Regions from separate parts of the Mus musculus genome. Here region 2 is linked to region 1. Evidence: chromatin contacts called from public HiChIP or PLAC-seq data. All regions are on one chromosome and are shown on one strand. The core of a region is the stretch at or near the end of the contact, and the rest is flanking DNA. Distances in the headings are between cores, read along the strand shown.

Region 1 (5,003 bases), core at 454-2,953:
TGCAAGCATTCTGCCAACTGAGCTACACTCTAGTCCTTTTAAAATTTTGAGGTAGAGTTTTGCAGTGTAACTCAGGCTAGCCTCAGAATCCTTCCAGTATCCTTAGCTTTGGGACTACAGATGTGCATATCCTAACCTCATCTAGCCTCTCGAGGATTTTGTTGTTTACATTGTTGGGGATTGGACCCAGGGCCTCACATACTGGGCAAGGTGTTTGTTCTACCACTGAGCTGAGACTCTGGTCCTTATAGAATTCTATCTTGAGACCAAGTTGTCCAAGCTATGCGCTTCTCAGGCTAATCTCAAGTTTGAGACCCTGCTGTGTAAGCCTCTGGAGTAGCTGGTTGTCAGGATGTATCACCACAACCTGACTTCTTGTTTCCCAGTGGCTGCTACTTCTGCTTCCTCCTCCTCCCCCTCCTCCTCTTTCTCCTCTTCCCCTCCTTCTCCTCCTCCTTTTTTAAAGATTTACTTATTTTATATATATATGTGTGTGTGTGTGTGTGTGTGTGTGTGTGTGTGTGTGTATGCAGTCTTCAGACACACCAGAAGAGGGCATTGGATCCCATTGCAGATGGTTATAAGCCACCATGTGGGTGCTGGGAATTGAACTCAGGACCTCTGGAAGAGCAGTCAGTGCTCTTTCCAGCTAGTGGTTGCCTTTTATGGGGAAGTTTAGCCTTTTAAGCGGGGGTCCTAGAAGAAGGAGAAACTGCCTGTCAGTCTTCCACAGCCCTGAAGGGAACTGCTATTGTGGGATCTGGCCCCTAGCTCCCTTAACAAAGGGAACCTACCACCTCTAGGGCACTGGTGACTGTCTGGCCTCCTTTCTCAGGGTGATAAGCACAGACTGAGCTGTATCTTATAAGAAGCCTTTGTCAGTGTCTGTCCTCTGGGGTAAGGCAAATGCCAGTGGAAGATGGTCCCATCAGGCGCACACTGTGTCTGCTCCATTTGTGAGTCCAGCAGGGTGCAGCAAACAGAGAATCAGAAGCTGTAGGATAACAATCTACTGGCAACGGGTACCTCGGAAGTGCCAAGCCATATTAATTGTTCCCATCTAGGTGTGGTATCCTAGTTACAGTTCTGGGAACTACAAACATGCCAGATACGGTCCTTACTGTTTTACAAGCAGTCGCTTATTTACTCTTGAAGATAACTCAGTAAATGAGTTACTTGTTTTACCTACTTCAAAATAAGCATCCAGGATTTTTCATAGGCACCTGTAATTTAACACTTTGAGAGGCTGCATCAGGGTGATGTGAACCTGAGGCCAGCCTAGGCTATACAGTAAGACCTTGTCTCAAAAGCACATGCCAGAACCAAGCCAGGTATGGTGCTTCTGCCTGTAGTCTGAGCACCAAGGCAGTGGGATCATGGATTTATGGCTGCCAAGCGAGAGACCCTGCTTCAAAATAAACAGACACACAGATGTAAATAACAATAAAGCTAGAGAAGTGAGAGTTACCTACTAACATTGCAGAGCCAGCTAAATCTGAACCCAGGCTCCTGTGGTTGTGAGTCTTGGCATGCTGTCCTGTATTATGGGCGTGTCATTTAACCCCATTTCTGCTTCTGCAACGTGAGCCATGCACTTGCTAGTGTCAGATAACCTTGAAGTCTTCTTGCCATCCCCAGTGCAAGAGCGCTGTCAACTCCATGCCTTAGGTTCCTGCTGGCAGGCTGTGGAGCCACTCTGCCCTCTGCTGGTCACTGCTGGTGCTGGCCCAGGCCTGAACTGCCTGTGATGTCTCAGGAAAAAGATTGTTTATCCAGTTTATCTCTGAGGAAACCACAAACAGGCGAGCCACTGAAGCTGGCTGTTGAATGCTGACTGGGGCCTGCCTGACAGAGAGGAAGGACAGACACCTCTTCCCGTTGGAAACTCTGGGATGTGGCAGCATGTGACCTCAGTGTGCTTTAACCTTGCACTTTGCTTTGCTTGTAGACTTTAGGCAGGCAGAAGGGAAGAGGTGGAGGGAGGGGGCGGGGCAGCTATCTTTGAGCTCACAGATTGGTCTTCCTCTGCCACTAGAGTGCTGAGATTAAAGGTACGCAACACCAGACGCAGCATACCTCGAACTTTCTAGGTAACTAAGGATGACTGAATGAAGAGATCGTGGGGGTGGCACATGCCTTTAATCCTGGCATTCAGGGGGCAGAAGCCAGCGTGATCTACATATCCAGTCCAGTCAGGTATATGTAGTGAGACCCATTTCCAAAAATAAAAATAATAAAAAAGCACTCTGAAAATTCCACAGTGGGTATAGTGCAGAGGCACAGTGCTTGCTTCTCATATCCAGTGTCACTGCTTGACTCCATGAGTCCTCTGCTGGTGAAGGCGCTGAGATTAGGCCCTACTGGGGATGCAGAGGTAACGTTCTAGCCCAGTTCCATAACTGACCCAGAAAGCCAGGGACAGCAGAACCCAACATCCCTGACTCTGCACTGCAGTCTGACCTCCATTCATTCTGGCTCCTGTGATACGTGCTCTTAATGATGTAGCAGAGAGGACAGCCTGGTTGATCAGTCTGTTCACAGGCTCCTCTAGCCTTCATCCTGCGTGGCCTCCCAAGTGGGCCATGTGGGTACAAGTGTGTGGGTACAAGTGGCTGTGTGTCTCCAATCCAGAATCTAACTCGCCTGCCTCTGAGTGCTAGCATGAGCCTCATGCACACAACCTCATATGATGGCTACACCAAAAATATTGCATAAGGTTACCTTTAGGCTGAATGTAGCAGGGTAGCATGAAGCATAAATGAACTATAAGCCTATAAGATTATGTTCATATTCCACGAAATTGAAAACTCTGCAATAGTTCTGAGCCTGGGCATTTAGGTTGCGGGCTACTTAGTTAGTGGTGGCAGTGGTCGTGGTGGTAGTGGAGGATAGAGGATATGGTTATGGTATTGGCACAGAAAAGTGAATTAGTGTTCCTGGACAACTGTTGGAGTCCAGCTGAAGGGACTTAAATCACAGCTTCCTGCTTTATGCAAAGGGCTGTCTTAGTTAGGGTTTTACTGCTGTGAACAGACACTATGACCAAGGCAAGTCTTATAAAAAAACAACATTTAATTGGGGCTGGCTTACAGGTTCAGAGGTTCAGCCCAGTATCATCAAGGTGGGAGCATGGCAGCATCCAGGCAGGCATGGCACAGGAGGAGCTGAGAGTTCTATGTCTTCATTCAAAGGCTGCTAGTGGAAGACTGACTTCCAGGCAACTAGGGTGAGGATCTTATGCCCACACCCACAGTGACACACCCATTCTAACCAGGTCACACCTATTCCAACAAGGCCACACCTTCAAATAGTGCCACTCCCTGGTCCAAGAATATACAAACCATCACAGGGGCTAATCCCCACCAAGGAGAGCTCTGCAGGTTAAAATCGGTTGTACATGCAAAGTTCCTCACAACCTCATCCACAATCTTCAGCTTCCTGTGCCAGGATTGTCGGCCTAAACCATCACGTCCGGCTTTGTCACTTTTGGCTTCTTGGCTTCTATGACATCCACACACGCTCTTGTTTCCCTCCAGCCTCTTTGGTCATTGCAGGTTTCTTTTTCTCCCAGGCCTGTGGTGAGGCCCTGTGGTGCACTCCTCTCCCTGAACACTCTGATTCCTGCTGTCCACGACACACAGACCCTGAAGTGAGGGCCTCCTGCCCCAGCGCCCCTCTGAGCTCTAACCCAGCATGTCCTGCCAACTACCTAACACATCCCTTTTGTCGTTCTTATATTTTCAAATGGAGTCTCACAGTATTGCCCAGATTGTTTTCAAGTAATCATTGTGCCTCAGCCTCCTAAGCAGCTGGAACTCACAGGCAAACACTGCCATGGCCCACTTTAGTATGTCATTCAGATATCTTCTAGATACATTAGACTCAATTGGGACTTGCAATGGTCTCCCTTAAACTGGCTCCTCACCCACTTTAACCAGACTTCCAGAATGACAGACATCACCATCCCACATCTGCCTGTGTCACAAGTGTCCTTGGTGCCTCATGCTTTATAGCCCAGCCTGTCAGTTTTGGTCTGTTTATTTATATTTCCCTCCTCCTCCTCCTCCTCTTCCACCTCCACCACCACCACCTCCTCCTCCTCCTTGTCGTCGTCTTCTTCTTCTTCCTCCTCCTCTTCCTCTTCCTCCTCTTCCCCTTCCTCTCCTTCCTCCTCTTCTTCCTCCTTTCTTTTTAAGATTTAGTTAGTTGGGATTTTGTTGTTGTTGGTGGCTTTTGTTTTGTTTTGTGAGACATGGTTTCTCTGTGTAACCTTTGTTGCCCTAAAACTCACCCTGCAGACCAGGCTGACACCAACCTCACAGAGATCGTCTGCCTCTGCTTCTCAAGTGCTGGGATTAAAGGTGTCCATACCATACCTGCGTAAGATTTATTTATTTTTATTATTTTTATTTACGTGTGTCTGTATTAGTGTATCTACCACATGTGTGGAGATGTCCTTAGACACCAAAAGAAGGGGTTGAATCTCTTGGAGTTAGAGTTAAAGATGCGCGTGAGATACCTGATGAGGGCTGGAACTGAGCTTGGGTCCTCTGGAAAAGCTGGAAAAGCTCTGCGCTTCTGAATTGCCTCTAGCCCAAGCCTCTCGGTTTATCTCTGCCCGTTCCTGTTGTCAGCTCTCACCTGCACGGCTGTCAGTCTCCCCTCCACTGTACTGCCTCCTAAGTCACACATTCTCTCAAGCAGCTGGGGTGTGTGATGTATGAAACAGCCAAGGGGTGAGATGCTTTAGCAGTTAAGACTACTCTTGCAGAGGACCTGAATTCGATTTTCAGACCCGTGTCAAAGAGTTCCCAACTGCCTACAACCCGGTTCTAGGGGATCTGACATCTCTATCCTCCTCAGGCACTTTATTCACATGTACATACCCACACACATAATTAAATGTAAGTACCCAGGCTGGGGCGCATGCCTTTAATCCCAGCCTCTCAGGAGGCAGAGGTAGGCAGATCTCTGTGGGTTCGAGGCCAGCCTGGTCTACAAAG
Region 2 (4,438 bases), core at 1,870-4,369, 300 kb before region 1:
CTTCTTACACCATGATAGCAAGAGAAACTTCATTCTATATAAAAAAATACCTTGGTTGCACAAAATAAATTTTAAGTCAAATGAGTATCTTGAAGGCAATTATATTAAGCTTTTAATTGTGAAAATACTACCATTTACACACCAATAAGGACAAAAATTAACATTTGAAAATTGGTTTTAGCAATCGCAACTAGAAGATAAAGTTGTGACCTAGTACTGGCTAGCACGTTTTTAAAAGATTTATTTATTATTATATCTAAGTACACTGTAGCTGTCTTCAGCCACACCAGAAGAGAGCATCAGATCTCATTAGGGATGGTTGTGCGCTACCATGTGGTTGCTGGGATTTGAACTCAAAAGAGCAGTCAGTGCTTTTAACCACTGAGCTTATTTCTCCAGCCCCCTGGTTAGCACTTTTGCAAAAACAAGCTAGATATTATTTTTAGACTTGGACAGTCACAAGACTGACTGTTTTGGGCTGAGTAACAGTGCCTGCTGCTGAGGTTCTGCTGTGCCTTGGCTTTTGCTTTGAATTTCACGATTTGATGCCAAAGGTAACAAATCAAACTGTAAGAAGAGGTCTTCTCCTAGAACCTCTGGAAAGCCTGGTCTAAACAAGAGTAAAAGCCAAAGCCTAGGCTGGGCTTACTGTGTAACAAGAATGTGGTGGGTCTTGTGCCCCTGTAACAGCAAGGTCAGCAGACACAATCAGCTTATTGCATGTTTCTGTAAATAAAGCTATTGCTTGATAGACTGCCTCTGGCTACTTTCATGCTGTAATTACAGAACTTCGTAGTTAGCAGATACTAGACAGCCTACAAACCTGTTATTTACTATCTGGCCCTCAGCATAGTTCAGATCAACAATTCCTTCAGCTCCATTTCCTACATAAAAATGAGGTTCAAGATGTATCATTTTCCCCAACCCTTTCCAGCCTATTGTGCTCACAAAAGCCTCCTGCCCCACTTCAGAGTCCCCTGCACTTGAAGCCCTAGTGGAGTTGTTTGATTGTTTGGTTAGGTTTTTAGATAAGGGTTTTCCTTCTCTACCCAAGCTGCCAAGACTCTCTGGGCACTGCCTCTCAGCAACATTTCTCTCAGCCTTATGGCCAGCTACCCAGAAGCAGCAACTCCACCTCTAGCAAACTTTAAGATGGTGGATACAGAAAGTCCACTGAGCTACCCGGGCTCTCATGCTCATCTCTACATGCCGTTAATCTCTCTTTACCTCTCTCCAAGTCTCATGTTTTTAGGTAGAGAGAGTCTAATCTCATCAATGTTACCTAGGACAGGTCTGAGAAAGAAGTGGGGAGGGGAGGGGTGCACTTGTAAAGGAGTCTCAAGCTGTCTGTCCTTTTTGAACATCAGTCCTATCGACTCAGATCGTCTCTCAGAGAGAAGGGAAGTTGATGAGACAGCGATAATAAGCATGTACAGGCACTTAGGTGTAAAAAGCAAAAATTGGGTCAGACTCACCAGAGGAAAAGATATTAGTTCTTCTGAATTCATAACACTCAGCTCCTTCTTGGAGATGGGGAAACTTGGAGGTAAGAAATACCGCAAGCAATTTCTAAGCAGGAAGAGAGGGGTTGGAACTCAGAATAGCATGGGAAGAGTAAAGAATTAGTGTCAGCCTTAAGGAAAAGGATAAAGAAACACAAACCGAAGAATCTGGACCAGGAGATCAATAGTCTCATGGCTGGGACTGGTGGCAGTGGTATCAGGCTCAATGGGAAGACCATCAGAGGTGGAAGGCTCAGGCAAGGCCACAGCCTGCCGGGCCACCATAGCCTCCTCCTCCTCTCCACCTTCTTGCTGTGTGTCAGGGCTCTGATGCTCTGGGGAAGGTGGCTTCATCAATCGTACATCTTCACTGCCTTTCTCCACCCTACGGGGGACACAGAGCTTATAGTATCTGTCCTAGGATCCTAATAGGCTGCTAGGAGGGAACACGGGGGTACCTCCTCTCTTTGCCCTAGCTGACTTCTGCTATTCTGTTCTCCCAGAAGAGGGCATTACCAGCGGTCTCTTGGTGTTGTATCTGTGGGCACATAGTCAAACTTCACTTTCCATCGAACCGCATTCTTGCCCACCTCCACAGCTGTGACTCGGCCTGTGTACCACTCACGGTTCACACGGACCTCTACATGAAGTCCTTTATCTGAGAATCAGATGAGAACTGTATTAGTGCCCTCACCTCAGCCAGGCTGTATCTGTAAAAGGCAGTGCACAGGTGGATCCCTAGGTATCCACCTAGGCCTAGCAATGCTGCCTCTTCCATCTGGCATGGGGCCAAGGCACAGGATGAATGACTTGCCAAGGGCAAACACCAAAGAGTTAGTATTAAAAAGAACAAAAACATAAAAATATAAAAGCAAGCCAGGCATGGTGACACATGCCTTTAATCCCAGCACTTGGACACTGATCCAGAGGATTATAAGTTCAAGGCCAAACTGAACAATATAAATATCTGCTCAAAACCCTCTAGGACTACAAATCAAACAAACAAACAAAGACTGTGAAGGGACAGCTGGACCAACTATGGGAGAGAGCCCAAGCCAGGAAGCTGCTGACTTTCAGGAGGAAGCTGTTGACAGGGAAAGGTTCTATTTCCATCTCCAGCACAGCATGACAGGGGTCTCCCCAGACTTGCCTTTCTGAGCCTTCCTGAGTTCAGCTGGGTGATCTTCCCCAGCACTGTCTGAGAGCTGCAAGGAAAACAGTCTATTAGAAGCTTCTTTAATGGCCCCGGCCCCGGCCCCAGGGAGGCAATCCCTGGGAACTTCATGCGACTAACCACCTCATTTGCTTCCTTCTTTTCCTCCTTCACAGCAAGTTTGCCCCGCTTGCATCTCTCTCTCCTCTTCTCAGCTTCTTCTTCAGCCTCTTCCTCATCTGAGACTGCAAGACTCCGCTTCCGACCTGAGGTTGCCTAGAGCAGAAGAGTAGAAGCATGAACTGACCATGTTCACTTCCCAAGATGCAGGAAGACTTTATGTAGCTTAAAGGAACTACTCAGAGGAGCTATGTCAATTCCCACTTGGAATTACTCAGTACATACATATGCAACCTCCTGGTCTGACCACAACTGGCCCAGGTTTCTCAGTTTCTTCCCTGCTTAACCTGCCTGCCAGCCAGCTGAGACCTCCTTGACACACAATGACTACTACCATAACATACCAAAGCTATATGTCATCAAGTTAACAAACTATGCCCACACCATGAGAAGCCAACTCAAGTTTGCAGCAGACCAAGGTTGGCTGTGCTGAGTGAAAATGAAAAGCTCCCTAGATAAAAAAACTTGCTATGTGTGTTAGTTCTGAGCAAGTCTCTTCAGCTATGGAGACTTTTTCTTCAGGGCATCAGAGAAGCTTTAGAAAAGATTCAGTGATCCTGGATTCCCTGGTATAACCTTTTTTCCTACAGCACTGCTAATAAGCTGGAGCATGGAGGAGGGAAAGCATCTCACCACGGACTGTTTGACAGGTGGCTCTGGCTTCTTGACCACTGGAGTTTTGATGGCTTTTTGAGCAGGGACCTCCCGAAGGCTCTTGGAACTGGGGATTAAAGATAGTGGGGGTGTGTGCACAGGAGGGGTGGGTCGGGGTACAGTCTTGATGGGAGGGTTTGCAGGCTTTCGAGGTGCCTCAGTTGGCTGGAGTAGCCTAGAAGTACTAGTTTCTCCTCGGGCTGCTGTAGTGGGTGGTTTTGGAAGGCTGATAACAGACGTCTTTCGGAGCTGGGTACTTGGTCTGGGAGTCTGAATAGAAGGGGGTCTGCTAGGAGCATTCTTGATCACCGCAGGTAAAGGAGGTGACCGAGGACGCTGAGGTCTCCGTACAGGTTCCTAAAAAGAGCCCACAGACAGAACACTGAACCGAGCTTAGACACCAGAAGAGACCCGCCTCCCTTATGTTCCTGGGCTTTACTTCAATAGGTCTTGTAGTCACTTCTAAGGGCAATTTCTTCAGGTCAGCTTGTGAGCGGATGGGCGTGGTTTTCTGCAAAAACAAATATAACAATGAAATTGTATATCTTGGTATAATAAACTATCTCTTTGGATCCTCACTATGTGCCTGGGACAGTGATCAGTTCTATTTCTGAAAGCTTTTTATTATCACTAGAAAGGCAATACACAGACACAAAAAGGGTACCTATGTGATTGACTGATTCATCAACTGAGACACTGGGGAAAGTCATTAAATTTTCTAAAAAAAAAAAAAAAAAAAGAGACCAAAAAGGTGGGAAAGTTCTGGTAAAGAAAAGTTGTCATAAGGCCAGAAAACTGGATGGGATCAACACACTTAAGACATTTCCAGTTTGTAAGTATAGAGCACTGTACAGACAGAGAAGAAATAAAAATGCTTTTGTAACAAATATAAAATTGGGGGCTGTAGAGATGGCTCATGGTTAAGAGTGTAGATTAGTCTTGTAGGGCA

The links. HiChIP or PLAC-seq counts read pairs in DNA pulled down with a chosen protein or histone mark.
Region 2: a contact with region 1 is called in a FOXA1 HiChIP or PLAC-seq map of pancreatic cancer cells. The contact joins two enhancer-like sites. A contact is called at or near these places in 3 of 115 datasets of contacts at active chromatin or transcription factors (astrocytes, embryonic stem cells and pancreatic cancer cells) and 2 of 9 other capture datasets (adipose tissue and embryonic stem cells).

The regions. Positions count from the first base shown.
Region 1 is chr11:3,383,956-3,388,958 of GRCm38.p6, reverse strand. All of the region lies in intron 2 of Limk2 (LIM motif-containing protein kinase 2), which reads left to right. Among named protein-coding and RNA genes, the nearest start is that of Gm51879, 14 kb to the left of the region's middle. Within about 2 kb of position 1,703, at least 81 of the 459 cell types and tissues checked have an H3K27ac peak or open chromatin away from gene starts, as enhancers often do. A contact at or near this core is called in pancreatic cancer cells, where this site is marked.
Region 2 is chr11:3,683,107-3,687,544 of GRCm38.p6, reverse strand. Morc2a (microrchidia 2A) reads right to left here. Exons shown (of 27, transcript NM_001159288.2): 19 at 3,929-4,000; 20 at 3,469-3,846; 21 at 2,800-2,931; 22 at 2,653-2,707; 23 at 2,019-2,160; 24 at 1,663-1,887; 25 at 1,476-1,569. Among named protein-coding and RNA genes, the nearest start is that of Morc2a, 36 kb to the right of the region's middle. Within about 2 kb of position 3,119, at least 20 of the 459 cell types and tissues checked have an H3K27ac peak or open chromatin away from gene starts, as enhancers often do. A contact at or near this core is called in pancreatic cancer cells, where this site is marked.